Regions from separate parts of the Danio rerio genome. Here regions 2 and 3 are each linked to region 1. A link is a contact called in public Hi-C and Micro-C data. All regions are on one chromosome and are shown on one strand. The core of a region is the stretch at or near the end of the contact, and the rest is flanking DNA. Distances in the headings are between cores, read along the strand shown. Region 1 holds the start of arih1l (ariadne homolog, ubiquitin-conjugating enzyme E2 binding protein, 1 like). Region 2 holds the start of sdhaf2 (succinate dehydrogenase complex assembly factor 2). Region 3 holds the start of dagla (diacylglycerol lipase, alpha).

Evidence for each region. A called contact is a pair of places that touch in the nucleus more often than the background predicts.
Region 2: a contact with region 1 is called in a Micro-C map of caudal fin, with 9 times the contacts expected there. The contact joins the promoter of sdhaf2 here to the promoter of arih1l in region 1. A contact is called at or near these places in 2 of 18 Hi-C or Micro-C datasets (caudal fin and hematopoietic stem cells).
Region 3: a Hi-C map of an unstated tissue shows a contact between it and region 1, with 2.5 times the contacts expected there. The contact joins the promoter of dagla here to the promoter of arih1l in region 1. A contact is called at or near these places in 2 of 18 Hi-C or Micro-C datasets (hematopoietic stem cells and an unstated tissue).

What each region holds. Positions count from the first base shown.
Region 1 is chr7:13,481,644-13,486,781 of GRCz12tu, forward strand. It overlaps arih1l (ariadne homolog, ubiquitin-conjugating enzyme E2 binding protein, 1 like), which reads left to right and starts at 2,948. Exons shown (of 14, transcript NM_212923.1): 1 at 2,948-3,306. The coding sequence starts at 3,001.
Region 2 is chr7:13,332,409-13,337,546 of GRCz12tu, forward strand. sdhaf2 (succinate dehydrogenase complex assembly factor 2) reads right to left here and starts at 3,038. Exons shown (of 4, transcript NM_001082864.1): 1 at 2,918-3,038; 2 at 1,195-1,406. The coding sequence starts at 2,944. All of the region lies in intron 11 of slc25a22b (solute carrier family 25 member 22b), which reads left to right. It overlaps polr2l (RNA polymerase II, I and III subunit L), which reads right to left. Exons shown (of 3, transcript NM_001159825.3): 3 at 4,364-4,710. The coding sequence ends at 4,602.
Region 3 is chr7:13,353,010-13,358,147 of GRCz12tu, forward strand. It overlaps dagla (diacylglycerol lipase, alpha), which reads left to right and starts at 2,706. Exons shown (of 20, transcript XM_021477715.3): 1 at 2,706-3,475. The region is part of intron 11 of slc25a22b (solute carrier family 25 member 22b); the gene reads left to right. si:ch73-119p20.1 (a long non-coding RNA gene) reads right to left here. Exons shown (of 3, transcript XR_223840.6): 2 at 726-926.

The DNA of each region.
Region 1 (5,138 bases), core at 1,698-4,197:
CTTCCAGAAGTTCCACCAGTACCTCCAGTAGTAGTAAATATTAGACAGATTTTTTTTCAACTATAGTTTTTATTTTTATTAGCAATTTTACTGGGCATGTGTGTTTGTTTGCTTGGTTTTTAATAGGCAGAGTATGGAATGTCAACTTTGTTTCTACAAACAAATGTAATTATTCACAAACATCTCTAATTTAGTCTTTCTTTCCCCAGCAGTACAACATCAAACAAACAGTCTTATTCCTTGGAGGGTCGAGTGGTCATGAGACCTCACCTGAATTTAACGACTGACTTTGGATCTGGTCTGAAACTGAAGTATGCTGAAGATGCCTTTTGCACTCTGGAATTTAAGGTAATGTCTACAATAAATATTGTAACTGAGGGCTTGTTTTCGGGGGGTTAAACAAGGAATGTATAGGAGCACAAGTCATGACTCCCCTTGTCCCCTTGTAATAAAGGGGTGTGTTGCAGACTCAATTTGTCTGTCTGTGCTGGAGACCAGAGGGAAAGCTGTCTTTAAAAGGATGGGGCTCTTATACCATATGTGAAGTGACCTATTCAGGTGAGTGGATTACATGCTAGTCATTGCAAATGCATAAATAGTGGGAAATTTTTACTGGGAAGCACAAATTAAGTGAAACTCAAAAAACGTGGAAAAATATTTGGAATTTTTACAAAAAAAAACTTGATTGAAATGAATACAACACAAGTGGTGTATCACTTCAATCAAGTTTTTTGCAAAATTTTCCTAATATTTAAATCATGAAAAATTAGCTTGATGCAAAAAACATCCTGCTAGTATTCAAGAACAAGTGCTGTGATGTACGTGTTCACTTTGCAGTAAGTGTGAACCCAGCATTAGATTATAGTCTGTAAACAGAAGGTGTAAATCAAATCAACTGTTTTAAAATGCTCTGCCTAGGTCATTAAAACCACTATTTGTTGTTAGATTGTTCTTGAATGTGTGTTTGTGATGGAAATGCTTTTCAGATGTTTTTGTTTAAATGATTGCAGTTTGACTGAGCTACAGTATTGTCAGCATGTTCAAACTGAGCTAATAGTAATTTTGCTCTGTAGTGCAGCAGTAGTGTCCCAGAAGTGTTGTATGAAGCTAACTGTTTGTCTGCCCTTTTGCTTATAGGTGCTTTTTGGGCACCAGTTTGGAGATGGAAGACAGACCAAGTCAAAGAAGCAGAGAAGACACATCAACCAGCAAGTGTGTAAAATTATCAGGAAAATGATTCATGATATATATATATATATATATATATATATATATATATATATATATATATATATATATATATATATATATATATATATATATATATATATATATATATAAATATTTATATATATATATATATTTATATATATATATATATATATATATATGATATATATATGAGAGAGAGAGAGCGCGCACTCTGAAGCACTGCTTTTTATATGTATGCTACATATGATGTCAGATTTTTTTGTTAATATGTTCTTAGGATTTTTTGAGGCTTCACCTTCACCTTTTGAAAGTTTTCTGAAATGTTGACACAGATGTCATTAAGCTGTTAAATAAATCTGTAAAAATGTATGTGTGTTTGTTTTTATTTTGATTTTAGAGTCTTCTCAGATCACCCAAAAATGAAGATTCTGTCATCATTTACGCATTTTCAGGTTGTTTAGACACAAAGGGGAATATTTGATATTTTTATTCCTGTGTTTAACAAAAAAAAAATCATTTTTAACAGAGCTGGAACAACCTGAGGGTGAGTAAATCAATATATAATTTTCATTTTTGTGTGACCTAAATTTGCTTTGAAATTTTACAGCACCAAACTGTAAAATTACAGTAATCCGGGATATAACTGTAACTTTACAGTTAAATCAGGTATTTAAACTGCAACCTACTGCTAAATCACAGTAATCGTTTTTCAAATTCACAGTAAAATACAGTTAATTCTACAAGATAATACTGTGAAATCACACTAACGGACTTTATTATCTACTGTAAAGTTACAATATATGGTTGTAATTTCACAATAATTTAATGTGACAAAACCACAGTAAATTACTGTGAACTACCTCACAATAATTTACTGTGAATTTACATACAGTAATTTACTGTGAAAGTAATGCAATTATTAGCCAGTAATTTACTGTGAATTTAAGGTCAAATTTTTTACAGTGTAGTTTTTTTTAAGCCTATAAACAGTGTATACAATTTATATGCATCACCAGGCAGAACAATCACCTTTAACAATGAAGAAAAACTGCAAAAAACAAACAAAAAAAGAAGAAACAGTTAAACACAGGGGGTATATAAAAAATACATATTGAAAAGGCTAAATTTACTCATTAAACATGGAAAGAACCCCAGACAGTTGAAGTTTTTAGAGCCTTTTTGTTATGAGACAATTGAATCAGTAAAGGTATTGTTTCAATTCGTTCATAAAAACCACAAACATTGGTCTGGAGTTAGAGAATTTTGACTTATGAGTGTGAAATTTAGCTTGAAGCTAAATTAAGTTCACCACATACAACTGTTTACTTTTAGGTTGTTCATAATCAGTAAAGCCCAATACTAGGCTACATCTTTCCAATACAAAGTACATTCATTCTAAATTTGATTCGAATAAAATTCAAGACATTTTTTCAAAATATTTTTGTAAATGGACAGTACCAAAAAAGATGAACAACAGTTTCAAAACAATCATCACAAAAGGAACAGTCGGAGGAGATTTTATTTTTTGCACATAATGACTAGCCGGATTGAATTTATGAATATTTTTATGAGAAATCTCTTTTACTTTATTTGTTAGAAAACAACTATGAGGAAGCATCCATAGCTTTGTCTTATTATGAAGCATGGATATTCTGTAGTGAGTGAGTGACGCAGCAGTGACGCGGCGCGTCTCTAATAAGGATCCGCTCAGTCAGTAAAGCGCAGGTCAAACACACCACAACACACAGACTCACTCACTCCCTGACACTTTATATCATTCGCCCCGCCATGGACTCGGACGAGGGCTACAATTATGAGTTTGATGATGAAGAGGAGGAGGAAGAAGAGGAGGAGGAGTGCAGCGTGGACAGCGGAGAAGAGGAGGCCGTGGATGACTCGCTGGAGCTGGGCGAGGTGGAGCTGCTGGACCCCGCGGTGGCCGGAGGAGAGCCCGACGACTGCGCGGATACCGGCGGCGGCGGCGGCCCAGGGCCCGGACAGGAGGATGAGGACTACCGCTTCGAGGTGTTGACCACCGAGCAGATCCTCCAGCACATGGTGGAGTGCATCAGGGATGTCAACGAGGTCATACAGGTAGACAATGAGCCTGTTTACCAGGGGTTTTCCGAGAGTTTCGAAGTTTGTTTATATGGGGCTGTTAGCATTAGCGGCTAACTGATCTGACAGTACGAGAGGCCTATTTATACAAAATTAAGCGTTCGTGTGTGTAGTTTTAGTACTTGTGAGGTTTTATGGAGTGTTTTTATGCTTGCATTCTGACTGTCTTGTGTTTTTGTGGTATTTTTAGAGATTTAGGGTGCTTTTTGGTGAGCTAAGTTTTGCTAGCGTGACCCAGTTTGTTAAGTCTGAACTTTAGTTAGTTGACAGCTATTAAAGATAACGTTTAATCGTATTTTGTTTCTTTGATTGTAACGTTATATAAATGTATTGTTTATTAGGAGTTACCAGCGGGTTTCCTAGTTTGTTTATATTGTGCTGTTAGCATTAGCGGCTAACTGATTGACTACAGGCCGAATTATGCGAATTTTAACGTGCTTGTGTGTAGTCTTCATCTCCGTAAGGTTGTACTGTGTTTCATAAAAGTGTATTTATGCTTACTTTCTAGTGTCTAGTGTTTTTATGGTATTTCTGGAGAATTAAAGAGATTCTTTGGAGAGCTGGGGTTAGCTAGTTTTGCTAGCGTGACCTAGTTTTCTGAACTTTAGTTGACAGCTCTTAATGATAATGGTCAAACGTATCGTGTTTCTTTGATGGTATTAAAATGTGTGGTGGATCAGATTGTAGTGCGTTTATGTTAGATTTTATTTTATGTTAGATTGTAGTGTGTTTATGTTAGCTTGACCTAGTTAGCTGAGGCTAAACTTAAGTTGACAGCTCTTAAGGATAACATCTAAACACATTGTGGTTCCTTAATACTAGGGATGGGTATCGTAAAGGTTTTAAAGACATTACTACTTTCATCGATACCACTTATCGGGTTGGTACTTTAACGGTTCTTCTACTGGTACTTTTTGTAGTGTTTTTTTTTATGAAAACAAACATCAAATTAAACATAATTAACAACACTTCATTTTATTATCACGTTTTTAATGTAAAATAAAATGAAACCAATAATAGTAAAACAAATATTTTTTTTCTGTAAAATAATGTACAATGGTTTAAAGAAAAATTGCTCTGTTTTTAACAAATCCTCTGGATAAAAATCAACATGTTTGCCTTTTCTGGCAGCAGTCGGGATCTTCCCATTATTCCCAATCACTTTGAATGGGTGGCGTCAGGTGTTGCCGAACAGCATTGTGGATTCGTCAGTGCCGCTTCAGTGGCGTTCAGATCGCTTAATGCAAATACACCAGCTCAGACAATAGCCAATTGCTGACTAATTTCATTGGCCGACGCTGCTATGACTATCGCGTCAGCCCCAACTTCAGACACGCCCTCTGTCAAGAAGCCCCGTGTGGATGGGGCGTTATACTCGTCGGAAACACAAGTATTTCTCATGTGAGATTCCCAACTGTGCAGACGAATATCAAATATTGCAAATTAGAAAAGATTGGCCAGTTAATTTACGCAACTGTAAATAATGTTTATTCAGCAATAACTTCCGGTACTCATAGCAGAACCGTCAATGTCAGAATGTCAGAACTTATTGATACTTCTGTCTTTTATAATGTAACACCGATACTGAGAAAGTACAGAGTTTCGGTACCCATCTCTGCTTAATACTATATAAGAACGTGTTGATTGAAGTAAAGTTGGTTTCATATTCGCACATTCTGACTTTCTCCTTAGTAATATAATTTCAGAAAACAACACTTTTTTTAGCAGTCTTATTAGCAGCCAGTGACTATAAAAGTTCTAAATAAATAGTGCTACTGTTGTTTTGAAGTCATATTTACATTGAATTT
Region 2 (5,138 bases), core at 1,788-4,287, 150 kb before region 1:
TTTGTTTGTCGAGTGAACTATCACTTTAATGACAGAATTTAATCATTTTTGAGTGAACAATGATCTTAATGCCAATTTACATTCATTTTTAAATTAAATATCCCTTTACTAAGTGAACTATCCCTTTAATGACATATTTTTCATCATTTTGAGGTGAACTATCCCTTTATTGACAGAATTTATTAATTTTTGAGTGAACTATCCCTTTAAAGACAGAATTTGTCTTCATTTTGGGGTGATTTATCCCTTTAAAGACAGAATTTTGTTTTGTTTGTCGAGTTAACTATCTCTTCAATGAAAGAATTAATTCATTTTTGAGTGGACGATGTCTTTACTGCCAATTTACATTAATTTTTAAATTAAATATCCCTTTACTGAGTGAACTATCCCTTTAATGACACATTTTTTCATCATTTTGAGGTGAACCATCCCTTTAAAAAAATAATTTATTAATTTTTGAGCGAACTGTCCCTTTAAAGACAGAATATTTATTCATTTTTGTGTTAATTATCCCTTTATTGACAGAATTTATACATTTTTGAGTAAATTATCCCTTTACAGACAGAATTTTTATTCATATTTGAGTAAACTATCCCTTTAAAGACAGAATTTGTCTTCATTTTGGGGTGATTTATCCCTTTAATGACAGTATTTTGTTTTGTTTGTCGAGTGAACTATCTATTCAAAGACAGAATTAATTTATTTTTGAGTGAACGATGTCTTTAATGCCAATTTACATTGATTTTTAAATTAAATATCCCTTTACTGAGTGAACTATCCCTTTAATTACATAATTTTCCATCATTTTGAGGTGAACCATCCCTTTAATGACAGAATTTATACATTTTTGAGCGAACTGTCCCTTTAAAGACAGAATGTTCATTCATTTTTGTGTTAATTATCCCTTTAATGACATAATTTATTAATTTTTGAGTAAATTGTCCCTTTACAGACAGAATTTTCATTTATTTTTGAGTGAACTATCCCTTTAAAGACGATGTTCATTCATTTTTGTGTTAATTATCCCGTTAATGACAGAATTAATTTATTTTTTAGTGAATTGTCCCTTTAATGACAGAATTGACAATTTAATGACATTAATATTTGTGAGCTTTCTCTTTTATTTTTAAAGTTCATTCACTTTAACTGCAGGTGTAATCGAGGCTGTGTTGTGGTGTGTTGTGTCAGCCTGACCTGAGCAGGATGCAGTTCTCCAGCATGCCTCTCTTGCGGCTCTCGTACAGCAGTCTCTTCCTCTTGATGTCCAGAGCTTCTCCTGCTCTCTCCTGCCAAGGCGGCAACGGGATCTCAAGGATGGTCGGTTCTGGAGCATCGCCACGGTAACCTCGATAAACCACTGGACACACAGTGGGACGCAGAGATGCCCGACACACAGAACAAACAACCTGAGAATACAACACATATTAGACAACCATGAAAATCTGTTTGCTCCTGTCAACATAAACAATAATAAACACCAATAAATGTAGGATTCATCTGACATAAGCATAAAAGAAACCATCCTTTTGAACTCTCAGTGTGTATACTATTTTACACAGCATTATGAATGAAACACTTGTTTGTTTTTAGCACCATAATCACCTTCTGTGATTATTTTCAGGGCAAGAAAATTGTGTTTTTTTTATAATTAGTTTTTCTAATCAACTATAACTTATTAATAATGGCATAGTTAGGGCAGCACGGTTGCGCAGTGGGAAGCACGATCACCTCACAGCAAGAAGATTGCTGGTTCGAGCCTCAGCTAGATCAGTTGGTGTTTCTGTGTGGAGTTTGCATGTTCTCCCCGTATTGGCGTGGGTTTCCTCTGGGTGCTCCGGTTTCCCTCACAAGTCCAAAGACATGCACTATAGGTTAATTGGGTAAGCTAAATTGTCTGTAGTGTGTGTGTGTGTATGGATGTTTTACAGTGATGGGTTGCAGCTAGAAGGGCATCCTCTGCCTGAAACATATGCTGGATAAGTAGGTGGTTCATTCCGCTGTGGCGACCCCAGATTAATAAAGGGACTAAGCCGGGAAAAAAAATGAATTAATGATGGCATAATAATTGTGTTTTATCATAAAACCCAATCCCTTATATACAAAATCCTTATATATTTTAAATAATACTGAATCAAAATATAGGAAAAAATTATTTTCACTTGTTAATACTTACGTAAACATGGATATTATTTTTGGAAATCATAAACTTATGTATTTGCTGCAACGCATTTAATTTAAGTGGTGTATAAGCTTTTTAATACTATTATTATAATTTCATATTTTTTTATTTAGCTTATTTTAATCTGTTTCTGTTTTTTAATCAGATTTTACCTATTCATATAATTTACTATTCATATAATTTCCTATTCATGTAATTTACAATAAAGTGAATGCATTTTTATTTAATTCTATAATTCACTATGTAAACAACTTAACATGTTTACAAATGTTACTTTATATTTTCAGTTCTTGTTTTAAATGTTATGTATAAAACATTTTGATTATTAACAATGTTTTTGACAATTATGAATGCAGTAACTTGAGGAGGGGGAAGGAGTTTGCCACTTTCATAGTGTTTTGTCACAAGCTATTACAAAAGCGTGTATATATATATATAAAACAACATTATTTTTACAATAAAACCTTATAAGAAGAGGAGACAACAAAAATTTTAATCTGATGTTGATCTGATACACCATTAATACAACCTGTAGTTTTAGGTTTATAATTTCCATTTTAATATATTTAAATGTATATATGTTTTATACATTTTAATAGTTGCTTTAAATAGCTTTAAAGGTAATACCCTTATGCAGAATGACGATGATCTCTCTATATTCAGACACGTGAGGTCAAATAACATCTTTAAAATTCTGTCGCCACAAAATGAACACAAAGCACAAAAACATAACGTTACCTTTCTAGCGATATTTGCTGAAAACATGTTATCGTGTCGTTTCTTCCCTGCTTTAAGGCTTTAATAATCAGGTGTTTCCCTGTCTATTGCCTTTTCATTTTGAAGGAGAGTTTATGCAACTGTTTCGCAACGAGAGCCGGAAGCGCAGCCATGTTGGTAAGGTCAATATCATCTTCTTATTTGAAGGTTATTTGAATGTTGCTTTAAATATATTTTAATGTCGTGTGTTTTAACCTTTGATGTTTTTTTTTCTTCCAGACTGGCACGTGTAAGTTTAACAAAGATGAAATGACTAAACGTCGACATTTGTTTCCGTGGGAATGTATTTCTGTGAGCACTTATAAAACGGAAGCACACTCATTAATTTTTAAAGCAACAGTTACTGATTATCCGTCGAATTTCCATTTATTTCGCGTTTGCTAAAACAAAATTAAGCTCAAAATCTGTTTAATATCTTAATAACTAAAATTATATTCCAAAGCCTAAAAGTAATGCATTAATTCCTTACAGTTTAAATTGTATTAATGTATATGTAATGTAACTTAAATGAAATGTATTCCAAATAGAAATGACACTGGTTACAAAAATATTAATGGGGTGAAATTTGTTTCATCAAAATTATATAGAAATTTCATCTGTTTTATTACTGATTTAATTAGTTTCTGCTTTGGTCTGTTTCTGTAAGTAACGTTTACTTGTTGACATTACTTAAGTACAAAATAAATATGAATTTAATGTTCAAATATGTCATTATAACTACAATATGATGTTTAACTGATCCATTTTGCTTTAAATTGTAATTATAGCACTATAGATTAATAATTATAGAACAGTAATTACTTGTTATTATGAATGTATTTTTTAAGCTTTAGTATTATTACTAATTAGGTTTAAACTTATTTTGTGTATGTGTGTGAGACTAGTCTAGGGCTTTAACAAACATATTTTAGGTAGCTGTTTGGTTAATTTTAACTTTGTTTCAATTAAAAATGTGCTTTTTAAATAAAGTGTTTCTAAATGATTCAGTAGTATTGAACAAACTATCTGAACGACCGACTTAATGAATCACTCGTTTACTTGTTGACATCTCTCAAGTACAAAATAAATATGGATTTATTGTTCAAATGTGTTATCAACCACACTTCGGTATTTAATAGATCCATTTTTGCTTTAAATGATTATTATAATACAATAGCTTTATAATAATAGCACAGTAATTATCTGTTGTTTATTCATTTTTATGAATGTTCATAATTCATAAGCTTTAATAGTACGCTTTAGGTTTAAACTTCTGTGTGTGTTGTTATATCTTAGGTAGTTGTTTGGTTAGTTTTACATCTAATGTTTATAATTCAATTAAAAATGTGCTCTTTGAACAAAGAGAGTCAGTGTTTCTAAATGATTCAGTTGTTTTGAACTTCAATGAATCACTCATTCAGACAAAGAGTTATTCTCTGTTTATGAGACATTTGACAGGTGAAAAAAAAACAAGCAGAAGATACATTTCAATCTTTATTTAACAAAACCCTAATAAACAAAAATTCAACATCACAAGTGTGTTTCTTCAGATTTGGTCTAATATCCATGTCAGAACTCATGTCTGTATCTTTGAACAGGATCAAGTCTTTGAAAATATGAGGAGAGGCTGAGCGGGATTTTCATCTTCAAATGGCGAGGACGCTCCTCATTTCTCCAGCGGAGCATAATTCAACAACTTCTCAATTAGATCCACATGGGACAGAAGCATTCGGCGGCAGCAGTATCTCTTCAAACCCAGAGCATCAAGAGCGTCACTGTGAACAAAAAAAGTAAGATTTAGAGCAATGCTAATGCCATCACATGAAGAGTAAAGGCTTGCACACACCAGGACGCTTTTTACTCTCTCTTATTAATCAACGTTTTCCAATAAATTTTTCAGCGTTCAAACTGGGGCCTGTTTCAGTAAGGAGGTTCAAACAACTCGGAGTTTAAACTTGAACTCTGAGTTGATTTACCGAGAGATTAAAAACTCTGAGTTTTCGGTTTCAGAACAGCTGATCTGAGTTGGGTCAATCAACTTTGAGTAGACCAACTCAGAGTAAAGCGCGCGCACCGTGAGACATTATCAATGGAGCGCAGATATTACGAGTGACCATGGCAACATCTTAAAAAAAGAGATCAGCATTTCTTTCTCCAGCTGAACTTGATGTGCTCATGCAAAGTTATAGCAAATATGAGTGTA
Region 3 (5,138 bases), core at 1,456-3,955, 130 kb before region 1:
CTATGGAGAAGATTTTTGTTTTGGGTTAAAGGAAGATAACAGCGGTTTCTACCATGAAGCATATATATATAAACATAGTTTTGATTTATTTTTAATTTCTATTTTAATTAATGTAATAATAATTGATTTAAAAAATACAGAATTATGCCCTATTATAGATTTGAACCTTTGACCTTCATAGCAATGACATTATATGCAGTGGCCTACTGACTTGCTTGTATCCGACAGCCAAAGGGCAGAATCCATTAGTCGCTCCTTCCCTAAAAAGCATGTGCAGCTTTTTGTGTGTGTTTGTGTGTGTGTGTTTGTGTGTTAGAGATCTTTTTTTATTAGGATAAAAAGTGACAAGTAACTCTTAATGTCAGTCATGCAGCTTTATATGCGTAAACATCCGCACCCAATAAACACAAACAACAACGTTTCCGAGGCATTTAACATCAGAATGACATGCAGTAGCTCATCCGCAGCATGCCGAAATAACCCTGTGAAGCTGCATGAGTCATGCAGGACCAGTTTAGGGAGGGGAACACTGTGCATTAAAAATAAATACCAGACTAAACCATGAGGAACAGATCAAAATGGGTGCTAGAAATGGGTTTTAGGGCATCTGACGGATGTGGTGATGCAGTTATAATGGCTGTACAGGCCGCATCAACGTAACACGTTCTCTGCCTATATTGATTGAGATATGTAATTTTAGAAAGATCAAGATGGAGGGAACGTACCTTCTTTATGAAGTCTTGCAGACTTTGCTCACCCTTTCCTCTTTTCAGAGACGGAGGATGAGAAAGCGAGGGATTTGCTCTGCAGGAAGGCCTGAATCCGTCCTCAAGGAGAGCAGAATGAAGGAAATGGAGTGATGGAGGACACAGCAGCAGCAGCAAGAGGAGGAGGAGGAGGAGAGGCGCTGGGATGTACCACTCCATCTGAGAGAACAGGGGGATGCGGTGAAGCTGGGGTGTGTGTGTATGTGCTTTCGTTCTCCTCAAACTGATGTTTTATGTCATCCTTTATTAGCAACGTCATATGAGTGCTGCAGTCTGAAGTGACAGCAAACAGTTATCATCCTGCGGCGAGAGCATTCCTTTTTTATTTAAATGAAGAGTGTGGATTTTTTTAGGTGCAAGAACAGGTTTTACCTGACCAGAAATACGCCACAAGATTAGAGGCATTGTAATGCAAATCAAGATGCGTTACGTCAAATTCCTGCACACGTGAACCAAATATCACTGAAGAATCAGATCATGCTCTTATTCAGTGCATTTATATATCATGCAGCTATATTAAATATTATAAAATGCATATTGATTAATCTATTTGTTCCCTGTCTGTCTGATTGTCTGTACGTCCATCCATCCATCCATCTACTACTGTCTGTTTGTCTGTCTGTAGTATCTATCTATCTATCTATCTATCTATCTATCTATCTATCTATCTATCTATCTATCTATCTATCTATCTATCTATCTATCTATCTATCTATCTATCTATCTATCTATCTATCTATCTATCTATCTATCTATCTATCTATCCATCTATCCATCCATCCACCCACCACTTTTTAATTCCATCCATCCATCCCAGTCTGTCTGTTTGTCTGTCTATCTAGTTGTCTATCTATCTGTCTGTCTGTCTGTCTGTCTGTCTGTCTGTCTGTCTGTCTATCTATCTATCCATCTATCTATCTATCTATCTGTCTGTCTGTCTGTCTGTCTATCTACCTACCTACCTACCTACCTGACCGTCCGTCCGTCCGTCCGTCCGTCCATCCATCCACCTATCTATCTATCTATCTATCTATCTATCTATCTATCTATCTATCTATCTATCTATCTATCTATCTATCTATCTATCTATCTATCTATCTATCTATCTGTCTATCTGTCTGTCTGTCTGTCTGTCTGTCTGTCTAATCTATCTGTCTGTCTGTCTGTCTGTCTAATCTATCTATCTATCTATCTATCTATCTATCTATCTATCTATCTATCTATCTATCTATCTATCTATCTATCTATCTATCTATCTATCTATCTATCTGTCTGTCTGTCTGTCTGTCTGTCTGTCTGTCTGTCTGTCTGTCTGTCTGTCTGTCTGTCTGTCTGTCTGTCTATCCATCCATCCATCCATCCATCCATCCATCCATCCATCCATCCATCCACCCACCCACCACTTTCTAATTCCATCCATCCATCCCAGTCTGTCTGTTTGTTTGTCTGTCTATCTAGTTGTCTATCTATCTATCCACCTATCTATCTATCTATCTATCTATCTATCTATCTATCTATCTATCTATCTATCTATCTATCTATCTATCTATCTATCTATCTATCTATCTATCTGTCTGTCTGTCTGTCTGTCTGTCTGTCTGTCTGTCTGTCTGTCTATCTATCTATCTATCTATCTTCTATCTATCTATCTATCTATCTATCTATCTATCTATCTATCTATCTATCTATCTATCTTCTATCTATCTATCTATCTATCTATCTATCTATCTATCTATCTATCTATCCATCCATCCATCCATCCATCCATCCATCCATCCATCCATCCATCCATCTATCTAGTTGTCCATACCTATCTATCTATCTTACCAAATATAATAAATTCTAAATGTCTTTATTGATTAATTGATTAGGTCTGCTCAAATTGACACACCCTGCTCATTACAAAGACTTAAGAAATTCAGGAAATGACGTCGCTCCACGCCCAGCACTCTGTGTTTCGGAGTCTCCTCTGTATTCACTAAGCTCGTCCCAGCAGTGAGAGCCAGTGGTTCCTAAGCAGCGGAAAATTGCAGCGTCGTACGTTAGTAGCGCAGCGCCTCTAACGGCAACCAATGGATGACGTGAGATACGCCAGGAGCGCAGGCGCGAATCGAAATGCGCGTTCAACCCGCGCAACTGGAATGGAGAATCGCAACGACGTTTCTCATATGGAAAAACGATCGTAGGGAAAGATATACAGCAATCAATCTGACTAGGACCTGCTGCTGCGGCGGACAGTGCGGGATTTGTACTCGTCGTAAGATTTTACCACGCAAAGAGGGAATGTCACGACCGGACATAAGGAATAAATGATATATTCAGGTGTACGTCAACGGTTCTTTGCGGTTTAAATGGGATATGGAGCGGCTGCTGACGCGACGCGCGCTTGGAAAGGCGTAAAAAATATCGGTGACGTTACGGCGGATCGTCAATGAAACTGAAGCTGATCAGTGCCGAATAAAAAACCCATTTCTGGAGCACCGGAGCAGCCCGAATAAAACACGTCCCCGCTCATTCATGTGCGTGTGTCAAAGCAAACGGGACGCCGCATTAGCGGGACTGTTGCTGCTGTTCTGAGACCTGTGGCTGGGTCGGAACCGTGATCTGGGTCGGTTTTTGCGGTTCCTCGTGTGTGTATTTGCGGAGGATGGGAGATATCAGAGAGTCCATGCAGAAGAAGGTCTCGGGAAGACGCGCTCATACTACAGGTGAGTCTGTACGGGCGACCCGAATGACATTTTACCATGGTAACCGCAGTTTCCGCCTCAAAACCGCGTTAGCGTTAGTTGACACAGTTATGTTATCATGCTGACCGAAAAATAGGGTTGGTTTTGTGTTTATTATTGCGATAACTTGGAGTACATTCTGTACTATTCTATTGTTTGTTTGATTTATGCACTTAATGCATTATTTTTGAGGACTAACCAGTTCATTCACACAAAATACTGTTACGTTACGAATGAAAGTGCTTAATAATGCCCTAATGTCACTGTCTGTGAACATGGTAATCATTCTGTACCATGGGATATAACAGAAAATACGTTAAACAGTTACTACTGACAGTACTGAAATACCATTGTTTTATAGTACAAATACCCTGGTGCAGAGATTTACCACAGTGATTTTCAGTAAAGTGCACTGAGTTCCTAAGAATGTCTCTCTGAATATGGTAATTAGTTCGTACCATTGGGGTAGAACAGAAAATACTACTGAACATCACTGACAGCATTGAAGTCATGCAAGTATAATATGTTTTATAGTACAAATACTCTTGTCCTGTCATGGTCTCCTTGAATGCTAGTACTATGGTATTTCTGTATGTTATATCAGGGTATTTCCTTGTTTTCACACTCATACAATGGTACCTCCACGTTACTGGAGGAACGTTGGATTAGTAGTATATTGGTTTTCAAGCTCTGGGATGAGGATCCTCAGGGTTTTGCAAAGGAGTGTTCAGGTGTCTTTGATAATGTTTGGATGAATAGCATGGAAAATTTTAATAAATAATATAACTAAACATAATTAATAAAGGGGAGGGGGGGGGGCTAAAATAAATAATCAAATATTTAATCATTAAATTAAAAGCCCACATTACACATCAGATAAACAAACGAATAAACATTTGATTTAATAATCTGATATTTACTATGATAATAAAACAATAATGCTTTAAACGTTTTAAGTTAAATAAAATAATTATTAATACTTTGATTTAAAAAAATATGCTAAAATAATGTTAAAATGGTGAAAAATTAAATAAAACAAGTGAATATTACAGTACTATAATGAGTTGAAAAAAAGAACTTGTTCAACAAGCTATATATTTTCCCAATAATATTTTAGACTTAAAGATTTTAAAACCTTGCTATAGTACATGAATGTATTAATCAATAATCAAACTGGTTCCACCATAATGGAACATAATGTTGCGTGCAGAAAAAAAGGTTATTTTCAGCAGATTACCAGAGCTTCAGTGATGTTCTTTGAATACGTTTTGAACGCTTGAATTCGTTGAATCAGTATATTGACATTTGCAACTGGTGTTTTGGCAGGAGCTCTGGTAGCTGAACAGCAGTCAAACCTTTTGCATTGTGCATGAATAACAGTGTGCATGAAAGGAGTGTTTTTGCGTTGCTCCAGGCTTGTGAGCACACCCATCATTTCTGACGCATGACCATATGCCAAGAGTACAGTTTGCGGTGAGGTAGATTATTATTTTGTTTTTGGTATTCTTGGTAGTCTGCCTGTCACAAAAGAGTGTCTTTTTTATGACAGAAGTGTTGCCAGTCTTTGTCTACAAAACACACACACACACACAGGTATGCATGGTTTACAGCAGGGGTGTCAAACTCAATTCCTGGAGGGCCGAAG